Linked DNA regions of Mus musculus: all the other regions are linked to region 4. Evidence: chromatin contacts called from public HiChIP or PLAC-seq data. All regions are on one chromosome and are shown on one strand. Each heading gives the region's core, a stretch centred on a gene start, on an enhancer-like site or on the middle of the called end of the contact. The rest is flanking DNA. Distances are from core to core; before and after follow the strand shown.

The links. HiChIP or PLAC-seq counts read pairs in DNA pulled down with a chosen protein or histone mark.
Region 1: an H3K4me3 HiChIP or PLAC-seq map of embryonic stem cells shows a contact between it and region 4, with 28 read pairs. The contact joins the promoter of Gtf2ird1 here to the promoter of Gtf2ird2 in region 4. A contact is called at or near these places in 22 of 39 promoter capture datasets (the 3T3-L1 cell line, 3T3-L1-derived adipocytes, the C10 cell line and 13 more), 23 of 484 Hi-C or Micro-C datasets (the BV-2 cell line, CD8 T cells, the CH12 cell line and 13 more), 36 of 115 datasets of contacts at active chromatin or transcription factors (the 230-238 cell line, the NIH/3T3 cell line, the SCID.adh cell line and 25 more) and 5 of 9 other capture datasets (adipose tissue, embryonic stem cells, liver and 2 more).
Region 2: an H3K27ac HiChIP or PLAC-seq map of embryonic stem cells shows a contact between it and region 4, with 7 times the contacts expected there. The contact joins the enhancer-like site here to the promoter of Gtf2ird2 in region 4. A contact is called at or near these places in 9 of 39 promoter capture datasets (the C10 cell line, the HPC-7 cell line, cranial neural crest and 5 more), 17 of 484 Hi-C or Micro-C datasets (CD4 T cells, CD8 T cells, LSK cells and 11 more), 16 of 115 datasets of contacts at active chromatin or transcription factors (the 230-238 cell line, the SCID.adh cell line, double positive thymocytes and 10 more) and 2 of 9 other capture datasets (adipose tissue and liver).
Region 3: a contact with region 4 is called in an H3K4me3 HiChIP or PLAC-seq map of microglia, with 5 times the contacts expected there. The contact joins the enhancer-like site here to the promoter of Gtf2ird2 in region 4. A contact is called at or near these places in 17 of 39 promoter capture datasets (3T3-L1-derived adipocytes, the C10 cell line, the HPC-7 cell line and 12 more), 5 of 15 datasets of contacts at CTCF or cohesin (embryonic stem cells, hippocampal excitatory neurons and pro-B cells), 70 of 484 Hi-C or Micro-C datasets (B cells, the Ba/F3 cell line, CD4 T cells and 34 more), 40 of 115 datasets of contacts at active chromatin or transcription factors (the 230-238 cell line, DN3 thymocytes, the HPC-7 cell line and 24 more) and 5 of 9 other capture datasets (adipose tissue, embryonic stem cells, liver and 2 more).

Annotation. Positions count from the first base shown.
Region 1 is chr5:134,454,329-134,461,408 of GRCm38.p6, forward strand. It overlaps Gtf2ird1 (general transcription factor II I repeat domain-containing 1), which reads right to left and starts at 2,388. Exons shown (of 30, transcript NM_001081464.2): 1 at 2,181-2,388.
Region 2 is chr5:134,666,330-134,673,241 of GRCm38.p6, forward strand. Limk1 (LIM-domain containing, protein kinase) reads right to left here. Exons shown (of 16, transcript NM_010717.3): 3 at 6,683-6,821; 4 at 6,342-6,451; 5 at 3,989-4,195; 6 at 2,861-2,966; 7 at 2,585-2,751. Among named protein-coding and RNA genes, the nearest start is that of Gm10369, 6.3 kb to the right of the region's middle. Within about 2 kb of position 2,357, at least 13 of the 459 cell types and tissues checked have an H3K27ac peak or open chromatin away from gene starts, as enhancers often do. A contact at or near this core is called in embryonic stem cells and epiblast stem cells, where this site is marked.
Region 3 is chr5:134,503,748-134,510,906 of GRCm38.p6, forward strand. It overlaps Clip2 (CAP-GLY domain containing linker protein 2), which reads right to left. Exons shown (of 17, transcript NM_009990.3): 8 at 6,416-6,476; 9 at 987-1,091. Among named protein-coding and RNA genes, the nearest start is that of Clip2, 45 kb to the right of the region's middle. Within about 2 kb of position 5,429, at least 24 of the 459 cell types and tissues checked have an H3K27ac peak or open chromatin away from gene starts, as enhancers often do. A contact at or near this core is called in the HPC-7 cell line, bone marrow-derived macrophages, cerebellum and 2 more, where this site is marked.
Region 4 is chr5:134,178,089-134,185,442 of GRCm38.p6, forward strand. Gtf2ird2 (GTF2I repeat domain containing 2) reads left to right here and starts at 5,950. Exons shown (of 16, transcript NM_053266.1): 1 at 5,950-6,170. It also overlaps a transcript of Rcc1l not described here.

The sequences.
Region 1 (7,080 bases), core at 1,138-3,637, 270 kb after region 4:
CAGCCCTCCTTAAGCCAGGCCGACTGAAGGAACCCTCGAGTGATGCCCAGGTGTCACAGGTGGGCCAACATGAGGAAAAACCAGGGTCCAGGCCAGGAGATGCTCTCTGTGGACCCAAGGCCACACTCAAGACATGATGAAACACTCCCCCAAGCCTTCCCACCAGGAAGCTCAACTCAGGTCTCCAACAACCCAGCTATTACCCAAGCATGCACACACCCCGATCTCTGCACGTGTAGCAACTGAGCAGCTGCTCCCGAGACCTCTATTATTATGTCTGCCTTTCGGACGATTTCCAAGTACCAAGCAGGAGACTGCCGCGTGTCAGAGGCCGGCTGGGCTCCTGGGAGCCAGCCTTCAAGGATAACGAAAATGCCAACTGGCTTCCTGGAAATGAATGACCCTTCTGCCCTGCATCTAGACAACAAAGCACTTAAGTAAGTTAGGCATGCTCCTCAAGATACTGTCCCCAAGACCAAACTCTCAGAGCCAATAACAAGACAAGGGAAGCAGCGCAGATCTCGTCCTTCCTTGTTTCCCCGGCTAGGATCCACTGGGACCCTTGGAGTTAGAACTGGCAATTTCTAGGTCATCCACAGAGCTGGCTACAGAATGAGACACAGCTCAAGCCTTCCACAACCCAGCAGGCTAGGGGGCTCTGACACCCCCACCCCCACCCCTACTCCCACCCCCACGCTAGGCCCGTTTCTAGGTCTGCTGGTAGATTTTCTAAAGACGCCAAAGTCAATCTCACACACTCCTGGAGCCTTAAGCAGGTGGTGACTTATGATGGAGAGACACGGGACAGTATCGGCACCCCATTTCGATGCCCCACTGCCCAACCCCTCCCAGCTGCCAGCCACCAGCCTCCTTCCACTTCCTCTTGCTCCAAATAGAATAAATAATCGATGCCGGTGCCCTTTCCCTCTGGGAATGACGCTGCTAAAATAAATGAACGGATCAAGGCACCTCCCAAGGCCAGAGGTCTTGGAGGGCCCCAACGGAGGAACAGGGAGCACTGACCACTGAGCTTCCAGGAGCAGCTCTGCAGTCTGAGCCGGAAGAGAAGCCCCTTGTGAATTCCCACTCCTCTAAAAACCTGCCGAAGACCAGCCTTCACGCCCCACATTCCAGATACACACTCCATCGCTGAGCCCGGCTCCTGAGTTCTTTCACTTCCCCAGGAAGGGGACCCAGGAACTGCCACCTCTAGTCTACTCCAGGGAGGCTGGGTCGCCAGACCCGATGCTGGTCTCCGCTAGTCTCCTGACAGAGCAGCCAAACTCTGAGAGCCACGGGTGTCCTCCCCCCCATCCCCCGTTTCCCTGGGGCTTAGAGGCCAGGAAAAAAGTCGCCCTCTCAGCCCCCTGACTGGCTGCAAAGCTGGGAGTCACACCGGTCGCGATCACTCCTAGAGACTCCGGATGGGGAGACTTTAAGCACCCTTTGGCCCCTCCCCCTCCTCTTCAAGAACTCAGAGACCACCCACAGCCGAGGCTCCCTCAAACTTGTTCCTTGGCACCCTCTGTGCCCCTTTTTTAGAGACCCTAAGTCTCTTTGACTCACCCCCAACCAACCAAAGAGGTCCGGCTCCCACCATGCAAGCCAGCCTCTTTACAGGATGACCCCCCCCCAAAAAAAAAAAAAAAAAACCGCCGCTCTGGGGCAGTGTTCGGACTCAGCTTGAGCGTTGGAGGACAGGAGAGGAAAAGGGGGAGGGGGAGGAAAGCTTCTTTCCGACGCCCCCTCCACCAACCTCCCCCGGCAGGGCAGCACCACTGACCTCATTCGCCCAACTGTATCCAGGCCTGCTGGGCTCCAGGCCAGTGGGGCGCTTCTCTCTCCACCTCCAGGGAATTCGAGGGTGAGAGGGGTGTCTGCTTTCCCCGATTCCAGCAGGTATCCGGAGGGAAGAAGCTGACCATCCCAACCCATCCCCCTCCAAACTCGAATTATAATCCCGATCACGTGCACACACACCCCAAAAGGCGGGCCTTAGAATTGAGACACCTGGAGGGGGAGGGGAAGGGACCTCCCATACACACAACACACTGAGGTTGGGGGGTGCAAAAATAAGGGCTCAAAACCAAAGCAAGCTCCAGAGCACCCCATCTCCATCATCCCTCATCCCATCCCCCACCCCCACCCCCGCCCCCAGTCAAACTTTCTCCTTTTTTTACCTTGCAGGATCCCCAAGCGCTCCGGGCGCCCCGGCCCGGGCCCGGTGGCCAGGACTCGGTAGATCCAGTCGCCTCTGGTTGCTGAGTTAATAATCCGGGAATGGGGGACAGGATCAGTAGAGGGAGGGAGGGAAGGAGGGCGGACGCGGTGCGGGCGGCCGGCCGGGGGCTGCGCGGGGCCCCCACCCCCGGCGCGGGCTGCGGCGGAGGGCGGGGCGCGGAGCGAGCGCGAAGCCGAGCCCGGGCTCTGGGAGGTTCTCTCTTTGTTCTGTAATCCCAGTAAGATTGCCAGCCATTCGCCCCGGCCCTAATCCCAGCCCCGCGCAACACCACCCTCCATTGGCTGTCATTTACATACGGGATTAGCCCGCACGGCCCGCCCCGTGCCACCGTGGGGGAGGACTCACAACCTCGGAGCCTCGAGACTCCCCCAGCCACGGATTAGAACCCCCTCCCCGGAGAGATCAGAATACATCAAGGTCACCCAGAGGACGCCCGGAGGATCCCTAGGTGGTTTGCCCTCCTGGTCACTCTTATGCCTGGAGTGTCCAAGGTCAGAAGGGAGGGACCCCAGGTTTTTCTCTTGGATGGCCTGGCCCAGGCCTTTTTATTTATTTATTTTTTATCTTGGAATCTCATAAAGCCCTGGTTGCAGTCAAACTGTTTTAGGGTCCTGAACACTCACGAACTGAAAAGTGAGGATAACCTTGAACAACCGATCGTCCTGGCTCTACCTCCAAGTGCTGGGATTATAGTTTATACCTGGGAAGACTCGAACCCAGAGCTTTCTGTATGTAAGGCAACCATTCTACTTATACAACTACACCCTAAAACCCTTATTGTTGTTGTTTTAGGATAGTTTCGCACACCCCACACTGGCCTCAAACTCTCTATGTAGTTGAAGATGACCTTGCACTTCTGACCCTCTACTTCCCAAATACTGGGATTACAGGTGAGCACAACCACACAGAGTGGTTTTGGGTCCCGAGTTTTATTTTACCATCCATCTGACCTCCTGTATACTACTAAATGGGGGAGGGGAACACTGGGGGACCCTCCCCCTCCAACCTCTCCAAAGCCATATGTCCCAAGTCAACCCAGCAGTTGGTTGGTAACCAGGTGGTCCCCTGAATCTTTGGCTAGGCCTTTGCTGGGATAGGCACAGCAGAGAGACATGTACCAGACAAGTCCCCAAACCACTCAGGGAGACTGTGCCTCAAATTCAGTAAGTAAAAGGTAAATAGATGCAGGACATGATAGAATGTGCTTGTAGTCTCAGCACTCAGGAGACGGAGACAGGAGGATTGGGAGTTCATGTCAGACTGAGCATCATAGAGAATTCTAGCCCAGTCTGAACTTAGAGAATCCCTGTAATATATATATATATATAATAAAGAGTTAGGCTTAGTGGCTTTCATCTATAATCCTAGGGCCTAGAAGTTTGAAGCAAGAGGATTTCTGAGAGTTTGAAGCCTGGCTGGCCCATATGATCCTGTCTCAAAAAGTGAAAACACTCAGTTTCACTAGGGATATAATTCAGTCAGTGTATAGAATGGTTGTCCAGCGTGCTTGCTTGAAGCCCTGGGTTTGACCTTCAGCCCCACATAAAACCAGATGATATGGCACAGTAACCGACTCGAGGACTTCGAGGACAAAGTCATCCTAAGCAACAACGTGAGTTTGAGGGCAGCTTGGGCTACATGATAGGTGATCATAAAAAAAAGGAATCTACAAGATCCTGCCGGGCAGTGATGGCACACGCCTTTAGTCCCAGCACTCGGGAGGCAGGGGCAGAAGGATCTCTGAATTCAAGACCAGCCTGGTCTACAGAGTGAGTTCCAGTACAGCCAGGGCTACACAGAGAAACCCTGTCTCGAAACAAAACAAAACAAGACAAAAAAAGGATCTACCAGATCCTGACAGAACCTACCTGGTCTCCTTCTAGATCTCCTCATGCATACACATTAAGCCCAGACCTTAGTGACAATTTAGTGACCTTGGATGACCATCTCTGGGGACAGGCTCACAAGCCTCCTCTCAGTGAGCCAACCAGAAGAGCCCTTGTGCCCACAGAGGGGTTTGGGCAGAGCACCAGGGATCAGAAACAAGGCCATAGGTGATGGGCCCCTAGAGTCCTAATAAAGCCTTGAGGCCTTACTAGCCAGGCCCTCTGACCCACTTGTGCAGTGCCTGCCCTAGTTTGACACCAAAGCCAGTGCAAATATCAACGATCTGGCAGCTGGGGGGTAAGGGGTAAGGGGGGTGGGCGTGAGTTCAAATCTTGGCGTTTCCACTTTCTACCCAAGTGACCTGGGGCTTGCCTTGGCAGTTCCCCCTATCTGAGTTTCCACTTCCCCCTTCCCATAGCCTCTCTGCCAGCTACGGCCTGACTCCCACAGTGTATAATGCTGAGAACAGCCATCGCTTAGTAAATGTCTACTAGATGCAAGTCATGTTACATGTAAGATCTCTATGTCTTTTGGGTACTGGGGACATGCCTGCTATTTCAGTTACTCAGGGACTGAGGCAGGAGGATTGAAAATTCATTGTCTGGCAGGATGGCTCAGTGGGAAGCCCAATGACCTAAGTTTGATTCCCAGGACCCACGTGGTGGAAACAGAGTCAACTCCTTCAAGTTGCCCTCTGACCTCCACTCATGTGCCATGACACATGGACGTGTGTATACAAACTCATACACACAAATTTAAAAGTTTAAAGCTACCGCAGGCTACATAGTGAGAACTTGCCTTAAAATGAAAGGGGTCCGGGGCTGGAGAAATGGCTCAGCGGATAAGAGCACTGACTGCTTTTCCAAAGGTTCTGAGTTCAAATCCTGACAACCACATGATGACTCACAACCATCTGTAATGAGATCTGATGCCCTCTTCTGGTGCGTCTGAAGTCAGCCACAGTGTACTTATGTACACTGTACTTATGTATACTAATAAATAAATCTTTGGGCCTGAGCAAGCAGGGACTGAGCGAGCAGGGTTGACCAGAGCAAGTAAAGGTTCTAAAAATTCAATTCCCAACAACCACATGAAGGTTCACAACCATCTGTACAGCTACAGTGTACTCACATACATAAAATAAATAAATCTTTTTTTTTTTTTAAATGAAAGGGGTTTACTGTGGGGATCCATGAGTTTAGTCCCAGCACTTGGGAGACGGAGCCAGGTGGCTCTCTATCAGTTCAAAGCCAACCTGGTCTACAGAGTGAATTCCAGGACAGCCAAGGTGGGGTGGTACCCAAAGGGGAACTTCTCCTCCTCTGAGGAGAAGGAGAGGATAATGGGGGAGGGATTTGTAAAAGTGGAACTGGGAGGAGAGGAGGGAGGGAGGTTGCAACAGGGATGTAAAGTGAAGAAAAAGAACAAAGAAAAGGAAGAAAGAAACAAAGAAAAGAAAGAGAGAGAAAGAAAGAAAGAAAGAAAGAAAGAAAGAAAGAAAGAAAGAAAGGAAGGAAGGAAGGAAGGAAGGAAGAAAGAAAGAAAGAAAGAAAGAAAGAAAGAAAGAAAGAAAGAAAGAAAGAAAGAAAGAAAGAAAGGAAGGAAGAAAGGAAGGAACATGAAAAGGGTCTGAGATGATAGCTCAGTCACTTAGATTCTTGTTTTCTTTATAAACACAAGGATTTGAGTTCGATCCCCACAACCCAGGTAAAAAGCCAGACTACAGTCTGAAGAGATGGCTCCGCAGTGAGGAGCACCTACTGCGTTGGTAGAGAGAGCTTGAACTCAGAACTCAGCAACCACTCTGGGCAGCTCTGGGAAAGGCAACATCTACATGTCCATACCTGCCCACAGACACATACGTATATACACAAGTTTACATTAAATTTAAAGTTTGTGTTGTTATTATTGTTGTTTTCAGCTGGATGTAGCTGCCTATGCCTTTAAACTCAGTACTGGCAGCGAGAAACAGGAAGATACTTGGGGTATTGCTGGCCAGCCAGCCTGACTGTATCAGCTACAGGAATTGATTAGAGACCATGTCTCCAATAAGAAAGAGAGAGACAGAGAGACAGAGAGAGACACAGAGAGAGACACAGAGAGAGGAGGGAGTAGGGAGATGATTAAGTCAATAAAGGGCTTGCTCCATTAGCCTAAAAACCTGATTTTAAATTTCTAGAACCATGTAAAAACTAGATGCCAGCCATCTTTAATCCCAACACTCAGGAGGGAGAGGCAGGTGGATCTTTGTGAGTTCGAGGCCAGCCTGGTCTACAGAGCAAGTGCCAGCACAGCCAGGGCTACAGAAAGAAGCCCTGTCTCAGACCTGCCCCACCCCCCTACCCCCACTTCACCTATAAAAGAAGTAGTATATACTTCTTTGGCAGGGTCTGTCAAACTGATGGAAGGTAAGACTTGTCTTCTGTCTTCTACATGTGTCGCCATTCTCTCACGAGAATGTGCATATGAACACACATGTGCGCATGCATGTGCTAACTCAGCGGAGACTAGAAGAACATGCCTGCATGCACACACATGTAAATACTCATGAGTGCATGCATATCACACACACACAAACACACACACAAGAAAATTAGGAGAACATGGGAAAGAAGAGGAGCCCTGCTGGAATCTGGTTGAAACCTCTTTCTCTAACTGAGAATCCAAGGCTCCAACACAGTCTACGTTTGCTTGAGACTTTTCTCTTTCCAGACCCAAACCTGTAATTTTCTATCAGTCTCACATTAAAGCCCTTGTGTAAGTAACCCCAGTAGCTCCTAGTTTTACCTTTTCAGCTTGTCATTCTGCCCAAGGCCCCTATCCTATAATTCCAATTATCAAAGGGGATAGCAAGATAGCTTAATAGGTAAAGACACTTGCCACCAAGCCTTGTGACTGGAGTTTGAGTCCCTGGCCCACCTACTGGAAGGAGAAAACCGATTCCCACAAGT
Region 2 (6,912 bases), core at 1,107-3,606, 480 kb after region 4:
ACAACCTCTCAGAACACTGCTGCACACACCTTAAATCCCAGGATTTTGGTGGCAGAGGCAGGTGGATTTTCAAGTTCAAGGCCAGCCCTAGTCTACAGAGAAAGTTACAGAATAGCCAGGTTTACACAAAGAAACCCAGCTTCCAGGAAAAAAGGAAGGAAGGAAGGAAGGAAGGAAGGAAGGAAGGAAGGAAGGAAGGAGACAAAGAAAGATAGAAAGACAAAAAGCAGCTATCATCCCAGAAGGAAACCCTTCAAAGGGCTTCTCCAAGAGTCCTGGAGAGGTCCCAGCAGAAGCAGGACAAGGGACAGGCTACCACTGACTCTCCTGTCCTTCCCTTTGCTTCTTCAGGTTTAAGGACAGAGGACTCACGACTCCTGCTCCCTGGATCACTGCTGCAGACCATGAGTCGACTCTGACTTGACATTGTGCATCAAAGCCCTCATCCTGGACCATGGTCATCTCTGTGGATCACACCACTGTGTGGTGACGACCGCTCAGAGGAAGCCTCTAGGCATGGGAACATGTCAGAGCCTCCTGGCACACCTGATGCCCTTGAATCAGCCTGTCACTAGGTCCTACAGGAAGTCAAGATGCTAGCCTGTGTCCTGTCTTCTCTACAGCTTCAAATGAGCCTTCATTATTAAGGTAGTAAAAGAGAGGAGGAAGAAGAAGAGGAGGAGGAGGAGGAGGAGGAGGGAGGAGAGGAGGAAGAAGAGGGTGAGGAAGAAGAGAAGGAAGAGGAGGAGGAGGAGGAGGAAAACAACTAGAAATCAGCTGGGTATGGTCAAGCATACTTGCAATTCCCCATGCTTAAGAGATGGAGACACAAAAACCAAGTTCAAAGCCAGCCTGGGCTATGTATGAAGCAAAACACAAAAATAAACTAAACTAAAAATTATCCAAACAAGCCAAATAATTGGGTATGTGTGGGGGAGCGAGTGCCAGAAATCACCGCTGTAATGCATTGTGGTTTCTCACGGTATATTTTTGTGTGTGCTGTATGCATGCACTTATGTGAGTGTGTATATGTATTTGTGTGCAAGCACATGGAGGCCCTGTGTTGACGTCAGGTATTTTCCTTAGTCACTCTCTGCCTTACTGTTTTTCAGACTTATTATTTTTATTTATCTGTTTGTATCTATGTGTGGGTTTGTGCATGTACCTACAATGGCTGTGGAGGCCAGATAAAGGACCTTAGATCCCTTGGAACTGGCAGAGGTGAGCCACTCAAGTGGGTGCCAGGAACCAGACTTTGGTCCTTTGCAAGAATACACACATTCTGAAGTCTCTTTTTTCCCCCTCTGAGACAGGGTCTCACTACGTAGACCAGGCTGGCCTGGAACTCAGAGATCCATTGGCCTCTGCTCCCTGAGTGCTGGGACTAAAGGTGCAAGCCACTACACCCGGCGGGCTCTTAGCTGTTAACTGCTGGTCCAGCCTCACAGCATCCTTTTGAGACAGGATCTCTTGACTGAACCCTGAGCTGGAGTTCCAGATATGCGGCCTTTTACATGGTGCTTGCAGGGCACCTCTGAACTGAGGCCTTCTTGCTGGCACGGCAAGTACTTCTACCCTGGGAGCCATCAACCCTGCACCGTCTCTTGGTATTCCCAGTGAGGAACATGACCAGAAAACGAAGGAATGGAAAAACAGCAAGAATGCACAAGCAACTTATAAAGAAAAACGAGCTTCATATTTATAATAATGAACAACGGCATGACAACATATTGCTGCCGAGCCAATGACATGAGTGGAATTTGTACCAATTCTATTTATATGAACACAACTATTCCAGAGTTGGCACAGTAAATAGGGTTTTTTTTTTGGTTTGTTTATTTTTAATAAATAGGGTCTTATGTAGCCTAGGCTAGCTTCCAACTCACTAGGTAGCCAAGGATGACCTTGAACTTCGGACCCTCTGGAGTGCTGGGTTACAAGTGTGTGCCGTCAGTCATGTCACACTTGGATGACGTGGTGCTAGGGATGGAACCCAGAGCTTGGTGTACACTAGGTGAATACTCTGACCACTGACCCAGAGCCCGGCCTTAAAACATGCTCTATCTGTCCTGCTCCTCACTGGTACCTCTGCCTACAGAAAAATGTACAGAAAACAGTCTGTTGCGCCTCTTAAGTAAACTGTAAAATTAGAGCGAAGGCCTACAAGATGGCTCAGTGGGTTAAGGCACTTGCCACTAAGCCTGACAGCCTGAGTCTGACCGGTACATAGACTCTGGGGTGTTCTCAGGGCCCATCTTGGTGCTCCCCTCCCCCACAGAGTAAAGAGCAATGTAAAATAAAAGATGTGAGCCTGCCCAGGAAGGTCGCTGTGATCCCAGCAGGGGGCACTGTTGCTGCCTCCTTCCTCAGGCTCTCACAATCCCTACGGATGCTGGCGGAGTTGAAGGGATGAAATGGAGGAGCCTGGAGTGAAGAGCACTGGCCTCTCTAGCAGAGAACCCCAGGGCAGCTCACAACCATCCAGCTGCAGAGCATCTGACACCCTGTGGCCACCAGGCACACACGCAGCGCAGAGGCACACACGCAGACAAGACACCCACGTAAAAGAAGCAGGTTGACTTACAAGACAGGTTTCTGCCGGGCAGAGCTGGCTGCCTGTCCGCTGGGAGTGTGCACCGGGGAGCTCAGGGGGCTGGGATCCGACACGGGCCCATGGCCCAGTGAGTCATGGGGGTCGTGCTCGAGGGTCAGCTGGAGCAGGCGGCTGGTCTCCTGGATCAGCAAGTCGATCTGGGGACAGGTGTGGACAGGTGAGTCTTCTGAGGTGGTGGCAGAGCTCAGGGCTGAGGCTTCTACTTCTAGCACCCCCTCCTGTCTGTCTGTGAGTCCGTGGCCCTACCTCGTCCAGCGGCACATTCCGGATGGGCGTGCCATTGATTTCCAAGATCCGGTCTCCAACGTGGATGGAATTCTTCACATCTGGGCTCATGCAGCCTGGGTCCACTCTGGGGATAAAGCGGTGGTTAGACTAGTTCCCCTCCAACCTGTCAACTTCCGCCCCAAGAGGAAAACTGAAAGCCAAGACCACCAGGTGTGTGTGTGACCTGAGGTGGAAATTGCAATATACTGTGGTTTTAGTTGTTACCTTTGACAAAAGATTTTACATGGGTGTTTTGCCTGCATGTATGTCTATATACCACATGCAGGCATGCCTGATGGCCACAAGGGTGTCTGGAGCTAGAAGGTTGTGAGCCACCACGTGGTTGCTGGGAACCCTGGTTCTCTGAAAGAGTAGCCTGTTGCTCTTAACTGCCGAGCCATCTCTCCAGCTCCAGTTTTATCTTACTATTAGCGTCTACTAACTACGTTCAACACCAGGCTTCGCTGCGCACCCTCATGCACTACAGAAGGCATCCGACCACACTTGCCCATCCCTCCTGTTCTCCGCCCACTTGCACGGCTCCCCTTACTCTTTGCTATTCTTCTTCTTCTTTGGTGACTTTTCCTTTGTTGGTGTGTGTGTGTGTGTGTGTGTGTGTGTGTGTGGCCCAATGTTTCATTACAGCTGCTCATAGCGGACAACACCGGAACTCCGGGATTACAGGCACAGGCACTGCTTGACTTAAAACATAATTGTTTTATATTCATTTATTTACTGTGTGAATATGTGTCTGTGTGTGCGCGCATGCGTGCAAATCAGAGGACTGTTGGTTTTTTCCTTCCACTGTGTGGGACCTGGGAATGGAACTTAATTTGTCAGGTTTGGTGGTAAGCATCTTTAGCTGACAGGCCATGTTGACAGCCCCTGTACTTTTTAAAAATGGGTTCTGGGGGAAGTGACCTCAGTTCCCCCTGCTTCTAGTATGTGGATACTCTGGGTCTGCACCCTCTGAACCGTGAGCTAAGAGCCATCTCTTCCCCACACAGGTTGTTTGCATCAGGCACCCTGTCACAACAGCAGACAGCTAACTAATACAATCAGGTCGCTACAACAGAGCCCCATCTGGCAGCGTGGCATTCCACTCACCCTTGGACTCGGACAGTGTGCGAATGCTCCGTGCCACATCCTGGTGGGCCGTGAGGGGGGTCGATGGAGACAGACAGGCCTCGTTTGCCATGGGCAGAGGCTGGGATAGACACGAGGGTGACTGTGTGGGGCAGGTGGGAGCCGGGTGAGTCAGGTAGGATCTGTTCGATGACTGGAGTTACCACGGTCTGGTAGTAGCACTGGCCACTGTGAACGCCATCGGTGGTGCGGATCCAAAGAGAAAGGGAAGAATAGAGCGTTGGGGGGAAGTCATTGATGCTTCGCTGCAGCCCACAGCAAACCGGTGGGGTGCGGGATAGGACAAGGCAGGCCCAGTTGTCTCAAAGCCCCCAACTCTGGGTCTCAGTTATTCTGTTAAAAATAATCTTTTTAATATTACTTTTATTTCTGTGTGTGTTTGTTCAAGTATGTGTGCCAAAATATATGGGGGTTGAAAGGCAAGTTGCTGAAATTGGTTCTCTCCTTCCATCATGGTCCTTAAGGTTGTTGTTTAGTGGCTAATGCCTTTACCTGCTGAGGCATCTCAGCAGACTGTTATGTCTGGGTTCTTTCTGTTTTTTCGAGACAGGGTTTCTCTGTGTAGCCCTGGCTGTCCTGGAACTCACTCTGTAGACCAGGCTGGCCTCGAGCTCAGAAATTCACCTGCCTCTGCCTCCCAAATGCTGGGATTAAAGGCATGCGGCACCATGCCTGGCCACTGTTATGTCTTTTAATTACATTTATTTATTTATTTATTTATTTATTTATTTATTTATTATATGTAAGCACATTGTAGCTGTTTTCAGACACTCCAGAAGAGGGCATCAGATTTTTTGTTACAGATGGTTGCGAGCCACCATGTGGTTGCTGGGATTTGAACTCAGGACCTTTGGAAGAACAGTTGGTGCTCTTAACCGCTGAGCCATCTCTCCAGCCCCCTTAATTACATTTATTAATTGTTTGTGTGTATATGGGCTTGGGGAAGGTATGCATGCCACAAAGTGAGTATGGGGGGGGGGGGTCAGAGGACAATTTGTGAGTTAGTTCTCTCCTTTCTACCATGTGGTCCTGGGAATGAGATTTAGGTTCATTAGGCTTAGCAGCAAGCACCTTTACACATTGAGCCATCTTGCTGGCCCCATTCTGGCTCTGTCTATCCGGTGATATTGTCAGATGGCCAAGATAAGGCGAGGCCCTTGCGGATATGTCTCCTTTGGGAGGAAGTCATTAAAAACCCATTTGGGATCGGGTCCGTTGTTCTCGAATCCAGCTTTGTTGGTGTTTCATAAGAGAGAATCTGTCTGATTTTTAGTCCCTGGCTCTGGGGAGAAAGACTCTTAAGTCCCTGGAACAGGGGGATCTTTGTTATTTATGAGCCCTTTGGAGGATGCTTGAGTCTATGCAAATGAGTCACATCAGGGCTGGTCCCACAGTCACTGACAGTGACTGAAGGCTTGCAGCTTCTAGCCAGCCTGGATTCTCAGGCGCAGGACAGAGACAGAGCATAATCACGTGGCCCATGACTTAAAGCCTCAGTGAACTCCCTGGGTGCTGGGCCTCAGCGTGGCATCCCAGTTCGTAAACCTAAGTCGGGCTGGGGGAGAGGTGGACGGTGCCCTCGCTTGGTGCAACTGTGGCCTGCAGCACCGTTTGCAGTTCTGTGAGTTAGTTATCCAGCACACCATCAAACATGAGGCCACTGGGCTGGAAGGGCCTGGGGACGCCTGAGTGTGCAGCTGGTGTCTGCAGCAGGAATAGACCCGCTAGGGATGTTGTCTATAGCTAGTGGGGTCTGTGCCAGCTCTGTGGCTAGAGGCAGAGCTACGTTGCAGAGGCAGAAAGTAGAGAGCTGGTGCTGGGGGCACTTTGGTTTCAGTCATTTTCTTTCTTTCTTTCTTTTTCTTTTTTTTTGTAGTACTCAGAACTGAACAAAGAGCCTTACATATGACATGGAAGTCCTCTATTGCTGAGTCACACTCCTAGCCCTCCCTGGAGGATTCTAGGCAGAGGCTCTACCACTGAGCGACAGCCCCAGATCTCTTTGTACTTAAGATTTTATCTCACTAAATTGTCCAGTTTGGCCTAAGACTTGCAGTCCTCTTGCACTGGCCTCCTGAAAAGCTAGGGTGACAGGCACTGCAATTACTGACATGGAGGCAGGGAGCAATGGTACTTGCCCTCTCCTGTTTTACCAGGTGAAGCATGGTACCATGTCTGTACCATTCTGGCCTGGAGCTCACTATAGAGTATGGAACTCACTATAGAGTAGTTTAACTTTCATGGTACCATAAAAGCCTGCGTATGGGCAGTCTTGGTGCAGGCCCCTAGGCTTGAAGAGGCCCACAGGACTCACCAGTACAGCTTGGAGTGCTCCACCAGTGTGTAGGTGTCCCCATCGCCAATGAAGTTTCCACAGGCGAGGCAGATGAAACACTCAGGGTGGTACTTCAGCTCCCCAGCCACCTGTAGGGGTGAGGACACAACATAGCTTTGTGGTGCCTGCTGTCCCTAAAGCCATCGTTATCCTCCTGTTCGGGAGAAAGCAGGGCAACCCAGACAGAATCTTGCTGGACAGGGAGAGGACTGGCAGGTCTGGACAGATGAAGAGATGGGCCCAGGACACACAGGGGATGATGGCGGTGAGTGAATGCACACTTGCCTCAGGAGGTGGGCAGGTAGGGGAAAGTGGCTCACCATGACCAGCCCTTTGGTGATGTGCTCGGAGCACCCGTGGCAAGACTCGCCATAGCGGGCCCAGTAGTCCTTCTTGCAGAAGAGCTGTCCATCCTTCTCGTAGTACTGGTGTGAAAGGGAGACGCTACACTCGCAGCACCTGGGTGGAGGGGGCAGGGCTGAGGATGGCCACCTACCATCTCTGCACAGCTTTTTTCTTTTCTTTTAAATTAAAGAAACAATCTCTGCTC
Region 3 (7,159 bases), core at 4,179-6,678, 330 kb after region 4:
CAAGTGCTGGGATTACAGGTATGCACCACCATGCCCAACTGAATAAGCTTTTTCTGGCTTGCAGTCTGGTGGAGCTGTAGATCAAGGGGCCTGTCTAGTGGGCGCTAAACTACCAAGTGAGTTTCCTGCACACAGCATTCTAGCACACGAGTGCCTATGAATCACCTGGTGATGGCTGCTGTGCGTGCACATGAAGCCATGCATCTCCAGACACCCACATGCCCTGCACAGTGCTACGGCCACTATGCACAAACTGAGTCCTTGCCACAAGCCTCCAACTGTCTGCAGGGTGGTTTTCCTGATCAATGTTGGCTGCCTGGTCAAATTCCTCCTAGCAGAGCTACAGCTGGGCTGGCCAGCTATTGGGATGTATGTACGGTGTGGAGAAGACAGCGGGACATAGAACCACACCCTAGAACTGACTGGATTGCTCTCCCAAACAGAGCCTCTCAGGGCCTCCCTAACACACTTATATGGCTATGGCCAGACTCTGAGGCTGACGTCATCTCGACCTTTAGGGACACCCCAACATATAAAGCCCCACTTCCTGGGCCTCAGGTCCTCCAGGTTGGCTCTCTGCTGCCATCTTAAGATTCTCTAGGCTAGAACACTCTGGGTCTGCATTCCTGCCAAGGAAGCCCATGTCTATCCAAGTAAGGGGCAGGCCACTCCAAGAAGGCTTCTTTCTGGCAAGGGACAGGAGGGAGGCACAGGGAAGGTCTCACAGAGACACCTCTGCTCAAGGAGCAATGAACTTGGAAGAAATCCCAGAGGACCAAACCCCCCTTCCCTAAGAGCACTACTTGGCCACAGTGAGCTTGACTCTAAATCTCAGCTTCCCTCCCAGAGGGGAGTTCAGAAGGGTCTCCAAAAAGCAATAGTAAGAGGAGCCATTGTGATGGCAGAGGAAATGATTTAAAAAGCAAAGGGGGCATCTAGGGGCCAAGGCGCTGGCCGGGTGGGTGACAGTGGCAGGCGCGGTTTACCCTGTTATCCGCTAATTCTCTGAGCAGCCGCTCGGCCTGCGCCTTCTCCAATAGCAGGCTCTGCTCCAGCTCCCCAATGCGCGCGTGCTCCAGCTGGGTCTGGGTCTGCTCCACCCAGGGCGGGGGTGGGGGAGGGATGGCAGGGTGGACAGGGAAGGCAGGGACGTGGGGAAAGGAATATAGGAACAGGAAGTCGGAGAAAGAAAGAAAGGGCGTGAGAAGGAAAAAGAGAGAGAGAGAGAGAGGAGGCGTCATCTTCCGTGAACAAGACTGAAAACAGATCAATGAGCCGGAATTGCTTGGGGAAGAGAGAGAGGTCTCAGAAGTGGGGTGCGTGAGAGGGCTGGGTGCCCTCCCATCACTGGGGCTAGCTGGGCGTGTGTTCAAGGCAGAAGAGGCTCTGGGAACCACCCCTTGCCAGCCTCTGATAACGCAGTGGCTATGGGTACCCCAGTTTCTTCCTTTGTGGGATTTAAAGAGTCAGTCTTTCTTTGTTTGTTAGGTGCATTTTATTTATTCATTTAGTATGTGTGCCTGTGCACATGCCACCGTGCATTTGAGGGCAGTTAGAAGGAGTGGGTTCTCCCCTTCTACCATGTGGGTCCTGGGGGTCAGATTCTGGGTGTCAGGTTTGGTAGCAAGATTCTTTTCCTGCTGAGCCATCTCACAGGACCCTTCTTTTTATAGTCACCTCCTGAGTGCTAGGATTTAGGGTGTGCACTACGACATCTGTTTTCTTTTTGGGGTCTTCAAACAGAGTTTTGCTATACAGCCAAGGTTGTCCTAAAACTCACTGTGTATCCCAGTCTGGCCTTTGAACCTGTAATCCTGACTCTGGACTTTGGTTTAGTTTTATGAGACAGGGACTCACTATGTTGCTAAGGCTGACCCCCCACTCCCCAAGTATGAAGACCGTACCATGCCCAGGTTAGCCTGGAACTCAGTGTGTAACCCAGGATGCCCTTGAACCTGCAATTCTTCTGCCTCAGCCTCCCTAGCACTGGGATGACAGGTATGTGCCACCATGCCTGGCTAACTCAAAACACACACCATCTTGATTCTCCTCAGGCAGGCCTGCTGGGTGGGGACTGGGCAAATGCCCATTGCCCTTCCCAGAGCCTAGCTTGATTCGACATCCCTCCCCTCTCCTCACCCTGCCCAGATTCTGCAGAGGACGCCTGGTCTCTGGAAGGACAAGGGTACCTTTGTCCCCTCTTTACAACACCCGTTTCATTCGAGAACAAAGCATGACATTCTCTGGGTGGCACAGGGCTGGCATTTGGAGGGCTCATGATGGATCTCTGCATGTAAGCAGGGACGCGCAGAGGACACACACCCTGGGGGACTCTAGGGGACCAGACTGGAAACTAGGTTTGTCTCCAGAGAGAGGGGAGGGTACTGCTCACCCTTAGAGAAACACAGGTTAAAGCGATCACCCCCCACCCCAACACACACACAACCCTGCAGCAAGTCCTGAAGGGGGTGGGCGGGGCTTAGACGGCAGGGCTAATACACTCAGATGCCAGCAAGAAGTGGCAGCCATGGAGACTGAAAGATTGGAGCCCAGGCACCTAATGGCAGCCAGTCAGCAGAGGAAGATCGACAGGGACGCTTAATGAGCAATGATGAGTTTAGTCATGAAGACAGTAGAAGACAGGGTGACCCAGCCCCAAGGGACCAACTATTATGTTTGGGACAGGGTTTGGGCTTTCAATTTTGACTTTGTGTGTTCATATGCATGTGGAGAGCAGAGGTGGATGTCAGGTAATTGTGTGTGTGTGTGTGTGTCTCTCTGTGTGTGTGTGTGTGTGTGTGTGTGTGTGTCTGTGTGTGTCTATGTTGAGGGGTCCAGGGGAGGTGCTCAGGACAGGGTTTCTCTGTATAGTTCTGGCTGTCCTGGAACTCACCAGGTTACAGACCAGGCTGGCCTCGAACTCACAGAAAGAGAGAAAGAGAAACCTTCTTGCCTTTGCCTCCAAGTGCTGGGATTAAAGGCATGCATCACCCTAGTCTATGTCAGACCTTAATCACACTCCACTGAATTATGCCAACTGGCCAATCTCAGCAACAAGGTTAGACCTGTGCCATGCCAATTTTTGTTTTTGTTTCTTCAGGCAGGGTTTCTCTGTGTAGCCCTGGCTGTCCTGAAACTCATTCTGTAGACCAGGCTGGCCTCACACCCAGAAATCCGCCTGCCTCTGCCTCCCTAGTACTGGGATTAAAGGTGTGTGCCACCATGCCTGGCTGCTGTGCCCATTTTTAATGAGAGTGCTAGGAATCCAAACTCAGGCTCTGTATTGATGAGCCTCATCGTGGCCCCCTAACTGGGGAGTTCTAGCCATGTGATCAGCCGAGTCATGTCCCCAGGCCCCCCAGTTTGAGTTTCTGGGTAAGTCTTCTGCTGCTGAGCCACATCCCCCGGACCTTGGTTTTAACTTATACGTTTTTAGATTTATGTATTTATTTTATGTGTGCAAATGTATTTCCTGCACATATGTATAAACCATGTATGTTTTGAGGCCATGAGCTTGGAGGCCAGAAAACAATCCGATCCCTTGAAACTGAAGTTACAGATGGTGAAGTACCTCTCGGGTGCTGGGAGAACCCTCAGGTCCTCCATGAGGGCAGCAAGTGCTCTTAGCCGCGGGCAACCTCCCGGGTCCCAGTTTTCACTTTTTAAAAGATTTGTTTTTACTTGTGCAAGCATGCCCGCGTTTCCATGGGTGTGTGTGCAGGTGCCGGTTGGGGTCAGCAGAGGGCACTACAACCCTTGTAGCTGGAGATCTAGGAGGTTGTGAGCCATCTGGAACTCGAATGCCACGTTCTCGGAAGTGTAGTGAGTATTCTTAGCCACTGAGCCATCCCTATAGCCTCCTGCTTTGTCTTTTAAGATGGTTGGGGGAAACAGGCAAGGTGGCTTCAAGCCTGGAATCCTAGCACCTACAGGCTGAGGCAGGAGAATTCTGAGGTCCAGGCCAGCCCGTGTAGTATCAAACAACGCAACCACAACCAAATGTGGGGCAGGGATTAAGTTAATGTTACCTCAATTCACATTCTGATTGCTCTGAATATGGTCACAATTTAGTCTTTAGAATCAAAAATAAAAATATAAACACAGGATGTGATAGTCTTTCTGGCTACACTGGCCATGTGACACTATTTGTCTTGTTCTGTCCCTTGCCTCAATGCCTGCCAGCCTATTGGCAGCCCTGGGACCAACCAGGTTCTCTCCGGGGGATAGCTTGGGTGGTAGCAATCTGGCAGGCTGGAATAAGGAGGAGATGTAGTAAAAGATACAGACAGGTGGCAGACAGACAGGCTGACCCAGAGTCGCCAAGGGTCTGTGAGCACCTGACACCACCCTGACTCCAGTCCCTTGAACTGCCGGCCAGGGGTGTGCATGTGTGCATTTCCCTACAACCGATCGTTGCTAAGATCTGTTGATGGGAGCAGGTGCAGAGGGCTTAGCTCTGGCAGCCCCCCTCTCCCCTCAAGCCCACCCATCTGTCCCCTACAGGGGGACTGCTGTCCTTCAGATAAGCCAGACATAACCACCTGTGCTGTCCCTCTGGCTGTAACAAAACCACAAATCACAACAGCTTCAGGCTGGGGAAGGATACCTGGCTTTTTCCCTCCCTCCCTCCCTCCCTCCCTCCCTCCCTCCCTCCCTCCCTCCCTCCTTCCCTTCCTTCCTTCCTTCCCTCCTTCCCTTCCTCCCTCACTCCCTCTTTTCTCCCTCCCTCCCTCCCTCCCTCCCTCCCTCTTTCTTTCCTTCCTTCCTTCCTTCCTTCCTTCCCTCCCTCTCTCCCTCTTTCCTTCCTCCCTCCCTTCCTTCCTTCCTTTTTTGGAGTCTCATTTATTCCAGACTAGCCTCAAACTCACTGCATAGCCAAGGCTGGCCTTGAACTCCTGATCCTCCTGCTTTTGTTTCCTGAGGTCTGGGGTTACAGGAGTGCACCCCATGTCCAGCTTTCATTGTCAGCTAACCAGACTAGCCTTGAATTTGCCACGTAGCCAAGGATGACCTCAATTTCGAGCCCCCGGCCTCCACCTCCCCACGGTGGCGTTACCAGCTGAACCCGGAGCGTCACACATGCTAAGCAGGCATTCTACCGACTGAGCCCCAGCTCCAGCCCCTCCTCCCTTCCTTCCAGGCAGGGTCTTGCTAAGAAGTACGGGTTGGCTTAGACTTGGTACGTAGCCCAGGCTAGCCTTGAGCTTATAATCATCTTGCTCCAGCTATACTTGAAAACTAGGGTGCCACCAGGCCCAGATCAACCCGAGTGGAACTCAGAAATGACCTACGGCTGAGGTTTCTAAGGTCCCTCAGGAACTTGGGAAACAGTCACAAATGCAGACCACTAGGTCTAGATGGACACGCGGGCCTGAGAGCCTGTAATGGACCAAGACTGCTTCACTCTGCAGAGGAGGAAGCTGAGGTCTGCTGAAGGGAAGTGGCTTCCAGAAGCCAGACAGGTCTGACAACATCAGGAAGAGCTGAGCTCCCTGTCTCACGTGGCCATTCCAGAGAGTTCTTGCTTTTTCCTTTCCCAGGGAGCTTCAAGAGACACAACAGGAAAGGTGGCCAAGGGTGGCCTCCTGACCTCAGAGGTCTCTGCAGGCCTTGGGGGCAGGGCTAGATACCCCCTCAGTGGGCCTGAGGCCTTCTGGGCCCTAAGTCAGCACAGTGTGTTTATGAACTAGGAACAATCCCATTGTATCCATACCAGGTATACAGGTAGCAAAATGGCGAGGGTACAGTCTGGGGCAGGACCCAACAATCGCTGTCTCTAATGTGCACACTTGCTAGTTGGTGGTACCACTGGGGTAGTCTCTGCTCTCTCTCTCTCTCTTTTAAATTCATGTAGCCCAGGCTAGCCCTAAATTTGCTCTATAGCTGAGGATGACCTTGAACTCAGACCATCCCAAGTGCTGTGGTAACAGGCTTGTGCCACCACTCCTGGTTTATGTGGTACCAGAATGGGAGCCCAGGGTTTCTTGAGCGCTCGGCAAACACTCTGCCAACTGAGATACAGGCCCAGCCAGTGAGCTCTCATTCTGTTGCATACAGAGTCTTGTGATCCTAACTGCTTCTTCTAGCCAGTCCTGGGTCTATGATCCCAGGAGTCTGGCTCCTATGTTATTAGGCAAAGACCTATAATCTTTCTTGACTCTGTCTTCAACTGCCAGCATAAGGTCCCTATATTTCTGGAACACAACCAAGCTCACTTCTAATACCAGATACCCTAAGGCCTGCCTCTCCTCCACTCCTCCAAAGTGGGGGCTTTTGATTCTTCCCAATATTTCCATTACAATCACCCAGGCCTCCCCAGGGAGGTGCAGGCTTGCTGCCTGAAAACCAGAACTATTTCCCACGGCGAGGGTTGGGCTCACAGTTCTAAGTGAGCAGCGGAGAACTTCACCGTTACCTCCAAGTCTCCTTTGGTGATGGATTCTTCTTCCACCCGGAACTGCAGGTCCTCCACCTTCCTACAGGGAAGAAAAGAGGTAGAGATGGGTTTTGGGGGCCAAGGATATAGCTCAGTGGTAGAACACCTGCTTAGAATCCTCCAGGGAGGGGCTGGGGGTGTGACTCCATGGTAAAGCCCCTGCCTAGAATCCCCCAGTGAGGGGCTGGGGGTGTGGCTCAGTGGTAGAGTTCCTGCCTAGAATCCCCCAGTGAGGGGTTGGGGGCGTGGCTCCGTGGTAAAGCCCCTGCCTAGAATCCCTCAGTGAGGAGCTGGGGGGCGTGGCTCTGTGGTAGAGCACTTGCCTAGAATTCCCCAGGGAGAGGCTGGGGGCGTGGCTCCGTGGTAAGCCCCTGCCTAAATGAGAGGTCCCTTGTTTCAACCCATTGCACACACACACACACACACACACACACACAGAGACCCCCCCACACCCACACCCACACACACAGGGATGTATATGCACGAAGGATGTGTAACCAGCCAGTTATGGATCAGACGATGAAGGTACTTGAGGAGGGGCAGAGCTTCCGGGAAGCCCTACTGCACTGAACACAAGCCTCCTACCTCTCAGGATGTCCATAGAAAACACAGGACAACAGTCTGAGCCAGGGGTAGCAGTGCATAGCCCTAGGAGGTCAAGGACAGCCAAGCTACATGGTGAGACCTTGCCTCAAAACACCAAGTCAAGACAAGGACTCTTCA
Region 4 (7,354 bases), core at 4,700-7,199:
GATAAACAGGAACGTACTAATTAGTTTTCCTTCAGATGGGTCTCATGTAGCCCAGGCTGAGCTTGAATTCATTATGTACCCAAGGATGGCCTTGAACTCTTGACCTTTTTGCCTATCTCCAGTGTTCACCACTATGCCAAGTTTACACAGTCCTGGGATGGAACCCAGAGCATCCTGCATGCTAGAAACACACTGTCAACTGAGGTCCATCTGAAGCCCCATACTTCATCCAATGTGTACTTAATCCCAAGACAAGCTCAAGGATATGTTACACACCTAGTCTGTGAAGTGTGGCATCGCTGCGTTCTTACCGCTTTGCCAGGATGTAGCACTGTTTCATAAAGCAAAATCCTCCAATGAGATAAGGGGATACATGGGGGACAAACAGGATGGCTTTAGGGCATAGGTGTGTGCCGCCAAGCCCAAATCCCAGGCAGGACCACCACGTGGGGGCCGAAGGAGAGAACAGACACCTGCAAGTTGTCCTCTGACCTCCGGGCCGATTCAGCATCATGGGCATCTCCCCACACATTCACACAAAATAAATGCAAAGTAAACTAAAAGGTGGGGCACCCAGAAAAGAGCTTTACAGAGCTCTCCGCTACAGTGGGGATGTAAATCACCAAGAAGGCCGGCAGTCAGCTGGCCTATTGCTTTCATGTGATAAGGGACACACCTCCTGTTGTTTAGAATCCAGGCGAAGTCCTTCCCCAAAGGGGATGCTTCACCACAGGATGCGGCTGCAAGATTCATAAGCTTCAGCTTACAGTATCCAGATCAGTCTCAGGTCAGGTCTCAGGAGAGCAGAGCATGGACCAAGAAAGACACTTGATACTCACAAGGAGGGACCTGACTTCCCAGTATAAACTGAAAGCAAAGTCAATCCAACCCCGGAAAGCCAAGGCAAGAAGTGAGGACGTGTGTGTGTCTTACGATATGGACCAAAGCCGGACAGTGGTGGCACAGGTCTTTAATCCCAGCACCGAGGAGGCAGAGGCAGGTGGATCTCTGTAAGTTTGAGGCCAGCCTGGTCTACAGAGTGAGTTCCAGGACTGTGTGCAGCCAGGGCTACACAGAGAAACCCTATCCCATCCCCACTCCCCAAAAAAGATCTGGACTATGGAGGGCAAAATGAAAGAGGATGAAGACGGTTTACGGATGCCAAAGTATCTTTCCTGACTAAACAGTCTGGCAAGGAGCTGGTGTGTGAGTGGAACGATGTCATTAGGTGTTGTCTTAGGGTTTTACTGCTGTGAACAGACACCATGACCAAGGCAAGTCTTATAAAAACAACATTTAATTGGGGCTGGCTTACAGGTTCAGAGGTTCAGTCCATTATCATCAAGGTGGGAGCATGGCAGTATCCAGGCAGGCATGGTGAAGGAGGAACTGTACACCATGCCCGGTGTGTACACCTTTACTCTCACCACTCCAAAGCCAGAGAAAGGCAGATCTCTGAGTTTGAAGCCAGTCTGGTCTACATACCTAGTTCCAGGCCAGTCTGGCTGACATAGTGAAACCCTAGTTCGAAAGATAAAAGTAGCCAAAAAGCTGGGTGTGGTGGCTCACGCCTTTAATCCCAGCACTTGGGAGGCAGAGGCAGGCGGATTTCTGAGTTCTAGGCCAGCCTCGTCTACAAATGACAGCCAGAGCTATACAGAGAAACCCTGTCTCGAAAAACCAAAAAAAAAAAAAGAGTGCTTGCTGCACTTGCATAGGACTCAAATTTGGATCCCAGGTCCCATATCAGGTGACTCACAACCACCTAACAACTCCAGCTTCAGGGATTCTGACATAGACGTCTTGTCTCCAGGGTCCCTTGAACACATGTGGCATTCACTCATACAGATATGCACACATGCATATAAATAAAAGTTTTAAAAAAAAAAAAAACCTTCGAAAATTGCAACCAAGAGGACATCTACAGTGTGAATCATGGCCACTAGGTGGCGATGCTTGCCCATCAATTTGGTTCTTGTTTTGTGACAAGGGACACAACAGTCGAATTCTCCGAATGAGATTTACAATTGTAGTCAGAAGCAGGGAGTGTGGCCCAGTGATAACATGATCACCTAGTATGTGCAAGTTCTTGAGTTCTAGCCAGAGCCCAACAGAAGTAAATGTTTGTGGTTTTTGAAACAGGGTCTAACGTAGCCCGGGCTAGTATTTAATTTGCTGTGTTGTTTGAACTCCTGAATCTCCTGCCTCTGCCTCCTGGGTGCCAGGATTACAGGCAAGCACTACCAAGTCCAGTCTCAATCTTAAAACATAATAAAATATGTTCCATTTATGTATTTGGGGGTGAATGCACATCACAGCGTTACGTGCAGAAGTTAGAAAGCATCTTTAGGGAGTCACTTCTCGCCCTCCACCATGGAGCTTCCAAGGATGGGCTCAAGAATTTCAGACTCAAAAGGCAAGTGCCTTCATCCTCTGGGCCATCTCACCACCCCACAGTTAAAAACTGTTAATAGACTTTTTTTTTCTTTTCTTTTTGAAACAAGACCTGACTGAATGGCCCTGGCTCACCTAGAACTCACTATGTAAAGCAGGCTGGTGTGGAACTCAGAGTTCACCTGTCTTTGCCTCTGAGGTGCTGGGATTGAGGGTGTGTGCCACCCCATGAGGCCAAGCGGATATCTCGTTACCCCAAAATAATTTATTGTCTACCACAAACATAATCTCAGTGTTTGAAATACTATTTAGAATCTATGAGGAAGATGAACATGAACTGAGCAAAAGCCTCTCTTCTCAGCACTTGGAAGGCAGAGGCAGGAGGATCCGTTCATGGTCATCCTTGGCTACATAGTGAGCTTGAGGCCAGCCTGGGCTACAATGAGACCTTGTCTGGAAATAAAACAGGGGAAGGAAAAAAATGAATTCATCCTACAACAAGGCTCCGGAAGCTGTGCCGTATGTTCTCATTTTTATTCAAGGGTGCCTGTTTTGTTCTCTTTTCTTTTCTCACCAAATTGACTTTGCTATGCGTAACATTTACTTCCATGAAAATTTAAAAGTCATCTTGTCAAGTAGCAGTAATAAAATTCCACTGGGTTTTACTATTGAGATTGCATTAAATTCCTGAGTTAATTGAGAGACGCTAACTACTATAGTAGTAGCACTTACAGTCGTAATGGCACTTCACCCTTGAGTTCTCCTGCTCATGAAGGCAGCATTCACCAGTGTCACCACGGGTGCGGGCCACCAGCCTGAGCGGATCCTGCACTCTGCTGGTTGCTAAACACGACCCACTTTTCTTAATTAGCCTCTCTTGCTGATGCTTATGTTTTATGATTGCAATGTGTAGCTTATTTATAACTTTTGAGACAGGGTCTCATTATGCAGCTCTGGCTGACGTGAAGATTGCTGTGTAAATCAGGCTGGCCTTGAACTCACAGAGATCTCCTGCCCCTGCCTCCCGAGTAGTGCTTTTTATTTTATTTTAGGACCTGTGTGCTTGTGTGTGCACATGTCCACATGGAGTCCAGATGGTACCACACACTTGTGTGTGTCCGTTTCCTTCCTCTCTCCCTCCCCTCTTTTCTTTTCCTGTTTGTTTTCAAGGTGGGAGTTTCTCAGTATAGCCCTGGCTATATCTTGGAACTTGCTGTGTAGACCAGGCTGGCTCCAACTCAAGAGATCCACCTGCCTCTGTCTCTCCAGTGCTGAGATTAAAGATGTGTGCCACCACTGCCTGGCTATTTCTTTTTAATAAGTTAGGATATATTTACTCAGATGTGGTAGCTTAAGTCTTTAACCCCAGCACTCAGGAGGCAGTTGGAGGCCAGCCTGGTAAGAAAGAAAGAAAGAAAGAAAGAGAGAGAGAGAGAGAGAGAGAGAGAGAGAGAGAGAGAAGAAAATAAGGAAGGAAGGAAAGGGAGAAAGAGAAAGAAAGAAAGAAAGAAAGAAAGGAAGGAAGGAAGGAAGGAAGGAAGGAAGGAAGGAAGGAAGAGGGGGGAGGGGCAGGGGGTGGTGGAGGGAGGAAAATTCAACCAGCTATTATGGTCGGGGTAGTGTCCTCCCCAGTCCATATATTGAAAACGTGAACCCCAGCTGATTACCCTATTTGGGGTGCTCTGGAAATTTCAGGACCTAGCTGGAGGAAGTGGCTCACTGATGATGTAGCTCTAAGTCTCTTCTTTTTTCTTGCCTTGCCTTTCCTTTCCCTCCTTTCTCCTCCCCCTCTCCCTCCCTCTTCCTTCCTCTGCTTCCTGTCAGGAAATGAAGCAGGCCCTCCAGCACCTGCTCCCATCCCATGGGATCCGAGTATTGTAGGCTGAAACCTGTGACCTTGAGATAGGGAGGAGGAGAAGACTAGGGAGAGGGTGCGCCATGTTGTCCTCCTGAGGCTGGTCATCTCGAGAGTGGAGATTTCAAAACAGACTCTGGCTACACAGATCTCCAGTTCAGAGGACTGGTCTAGACTGAAGACCTGTAAATCCTGTAAATGTTTTGGGGGCCTTTTTTTTTTTGTTTTGTTGTTATTGTTATGCTTTTTGAGACAGGGTTTCTCTGCATATCTTTGGCTATCGAGGAACTTATTCTGTAGACCATGCTGGCCTTGAACTCTGAGATCCCCCTGCCTTTGCCTCCAGAGTGCTGGGATTAATGGCCTGTACTACCACCCAACACGGAAATGTTATTTAATAATCCTAAAACTAAGTAAGTCAAGGACTGAGGGCAGACAGCAGAGCTTGGAGACAGAAAGTAGGAAACGTCATGGCAATCTGAGAGTGGGAAGAAAGGAGATTGAGTGGGAGCCAGAACAGCCACCAAGCACTGTGCCCTAAAAGGCCACATTGCAAGGGTGAGTGACCTGATTTTGACAAGTAGCCAGAGCAAGAGATTTTCAGGCTGGACGAACACCATAGGATCTAGCAATCAGTGACCCACTTGTGACCTGGGAGGAAAGGATTTATTGGAGCCAGCTCAAGAACACGAGCAAATACAAACTATGTCGGAAGCTACACAGCCTTTCCTGATATGAACAAAGTGTTCTCATTTTATTTTGGGACAGGATCTTATATGTAGTCATGGCTGGCCTCAAACTCAGAGAGATTTGCCTATTTCTTCCTTGTGAATGCTAGTATTAATGGCATGTACACCAAGCAACAAATCTTTAAAAGTATTTTTTAAATATTTTATTTTTTTTAAGCGGGTGTGGGTGCATACAGAGGCCAAAGGATTCCAATCCTTTGGAAATGCGAGTTACAGGCACGTGTGCTGTGCTTGACACAGACACTGGTCTTCTGAAAGCACACTTATCAGCTCTTAACAGCTGAGCCACTGCTCCAACCCCCTTTCCAGTATATTTTAAAGCAAACAAACAAATAAAACTGGAACCCTTGTAAAGTGGGGCTGGAGGGATGGCTCCGTGGTTAAGAACACTTGATCAGTTCCCGCATCCATACCGTCTGAAACTCCTGGTCCAGGGGATACTGTGACCTCTTCTGGCCTCCCCGTGGTGCATATAAACAGGGTGGCAAAATACTTACAACAGATGGTGCTTTACGAATAGCTCCCGAGACATGCAGCCACGCAAACACAAGAACATAGAACTGACACAGGCACAAAAATTAGTTTTAAAGGAAATGCAATGTCCTAAAAGGTAGGTGGTGTGATGGCGCACGCCTTTAATCCCAGCACTCGGGAAGCAGAGGCAGTGGACTCTGAGTCCGAGGCCAGCCTGGTCTACAACGCAGGCTAGCCAGGGCTACAAGAAAAACTCTGTCGCGGGGGGTGGGGGGAGTGGGTGCCTGAGTAACACGTGGGGTGACCTCTCCGCTTCCACGTGCACGCACAACCACATTTTAAAATATCTCTATCTATCCAGAACGGCCATGCACATCCAGGGAAGGCGCGAAGCCACGTGCACGCCACGCAGCCCGGCCGGCGGCCTCGCGGAAGCCGTCCTGCAGCGCACCGGAAGTGGCCGTCCCCACCGGGGGTGCTTCGGCCACGCGCGGGAAGCCGACCTTCCTTCCAGGAAGCAAACAAAGACAAAAAATAAAATAAAAAAGAGGGAGAAAAAATAATAAAAACGAAAAACAGGAAGGGAGCGGAGAGGAGGCGCCCGCGGCCCCCGAGCTGCGGTCGCCGGCGCAGAGCCGCTGCGCACGCGCAAGCCAGGCTCCAGACCCCCGGCGCGGCCCGCAAAGCAGGGCCCTCAGGTGCGTATCCCGCCGCCGCTTCCCTCACAACTTCCGCTTCCGGGAGTCCCCGCCGGGGCAGAGCGATCTCTCGGGGTGCGTGGCGGGACCTTCGGGCGCCCGGTGGTCAGCGCCGACCCCCATTTTCCCTACCGCGATCGGGCCGTGAAGAGTGGGGGGCGGGGCGGGGAAGACGTGGGGTTAGGCGACTTTCGCACGCCAGGCGCGCACCAAAATCTCGCTTTCGATTGGTTGTGACGGGGCGAGGAGGCGGGGAAAGCTGCGCCCGGTGCGTGCCGAGGTCACGCGCCACCTGACGTACCTGCGCTGTGTTTAGAAACCCTTGATTGGTTAGGGGAAGGGGCGGGGCCATCGCGGTTGCCTAGCAACGGCGCTCTGGCTCCACCTTCGGCGGCTGGCTTTGCTTGTTGGCTCCAGGATTATGGGGGCGTTTGGTGTTTGTGGCAGCCAGTGGTTTAGGTCGATGAAGAGAACGGAAGAAAGGGCCCAGCCTCCAAAATGTGGCTTGTGTCTGGTCTGGTTGAGAGTACAAGGTGGCCTATGGCCATAACAACTAGTACAACAATCAAAAAAAAAATTTTTTTTTCCAGACAGGGTTTCTCTGTGTAGCCCTGGCTGTCCTGGAACTCACTCTGTAGACCAGGCTGGCCTCAAACTCAGAAATCCGCCTGCCTCTGCCTCCCAAGTGTTGGGATTGAAGGTGTGCGCCACCATCGCCTGGCTCAAAAAAATTTTAATTTATTTTAAAACGTTTAAAATGTTTAGTAACTTTAAAATTTAAAGTAAATTTTTACAAATTAAAATTCACTATAGTAATGTATTTAACCTATTGCACCCAAAACATTATTCTAGAATGTACTTATTTCAGCACAGAGAACCAGAATGAGCCGGCAACGGTGGCCTTCAAATGGATCTGAGAGTTCAAGGACTGCCTATATATAGCAAGTTCCAGGCCTGCTGGGGCTACACAGTGGGACCTTGTCACTAAATAAATTATAGCCGCTTTATTGAGATACAGGAAAACTCATCCTTTAAAATACAATGCAAGTCAGAAAAAGAATTCCTTCCAAAGTAAAATAAAAACAAAATAACAGAACTCAAGCCTAGTGTGGTAACTCAAATGTGTCTGTCAGCCCAGCACTGGGGATACTGAGGCAGGAGGATTTCAGAGAGTTACAGGATAA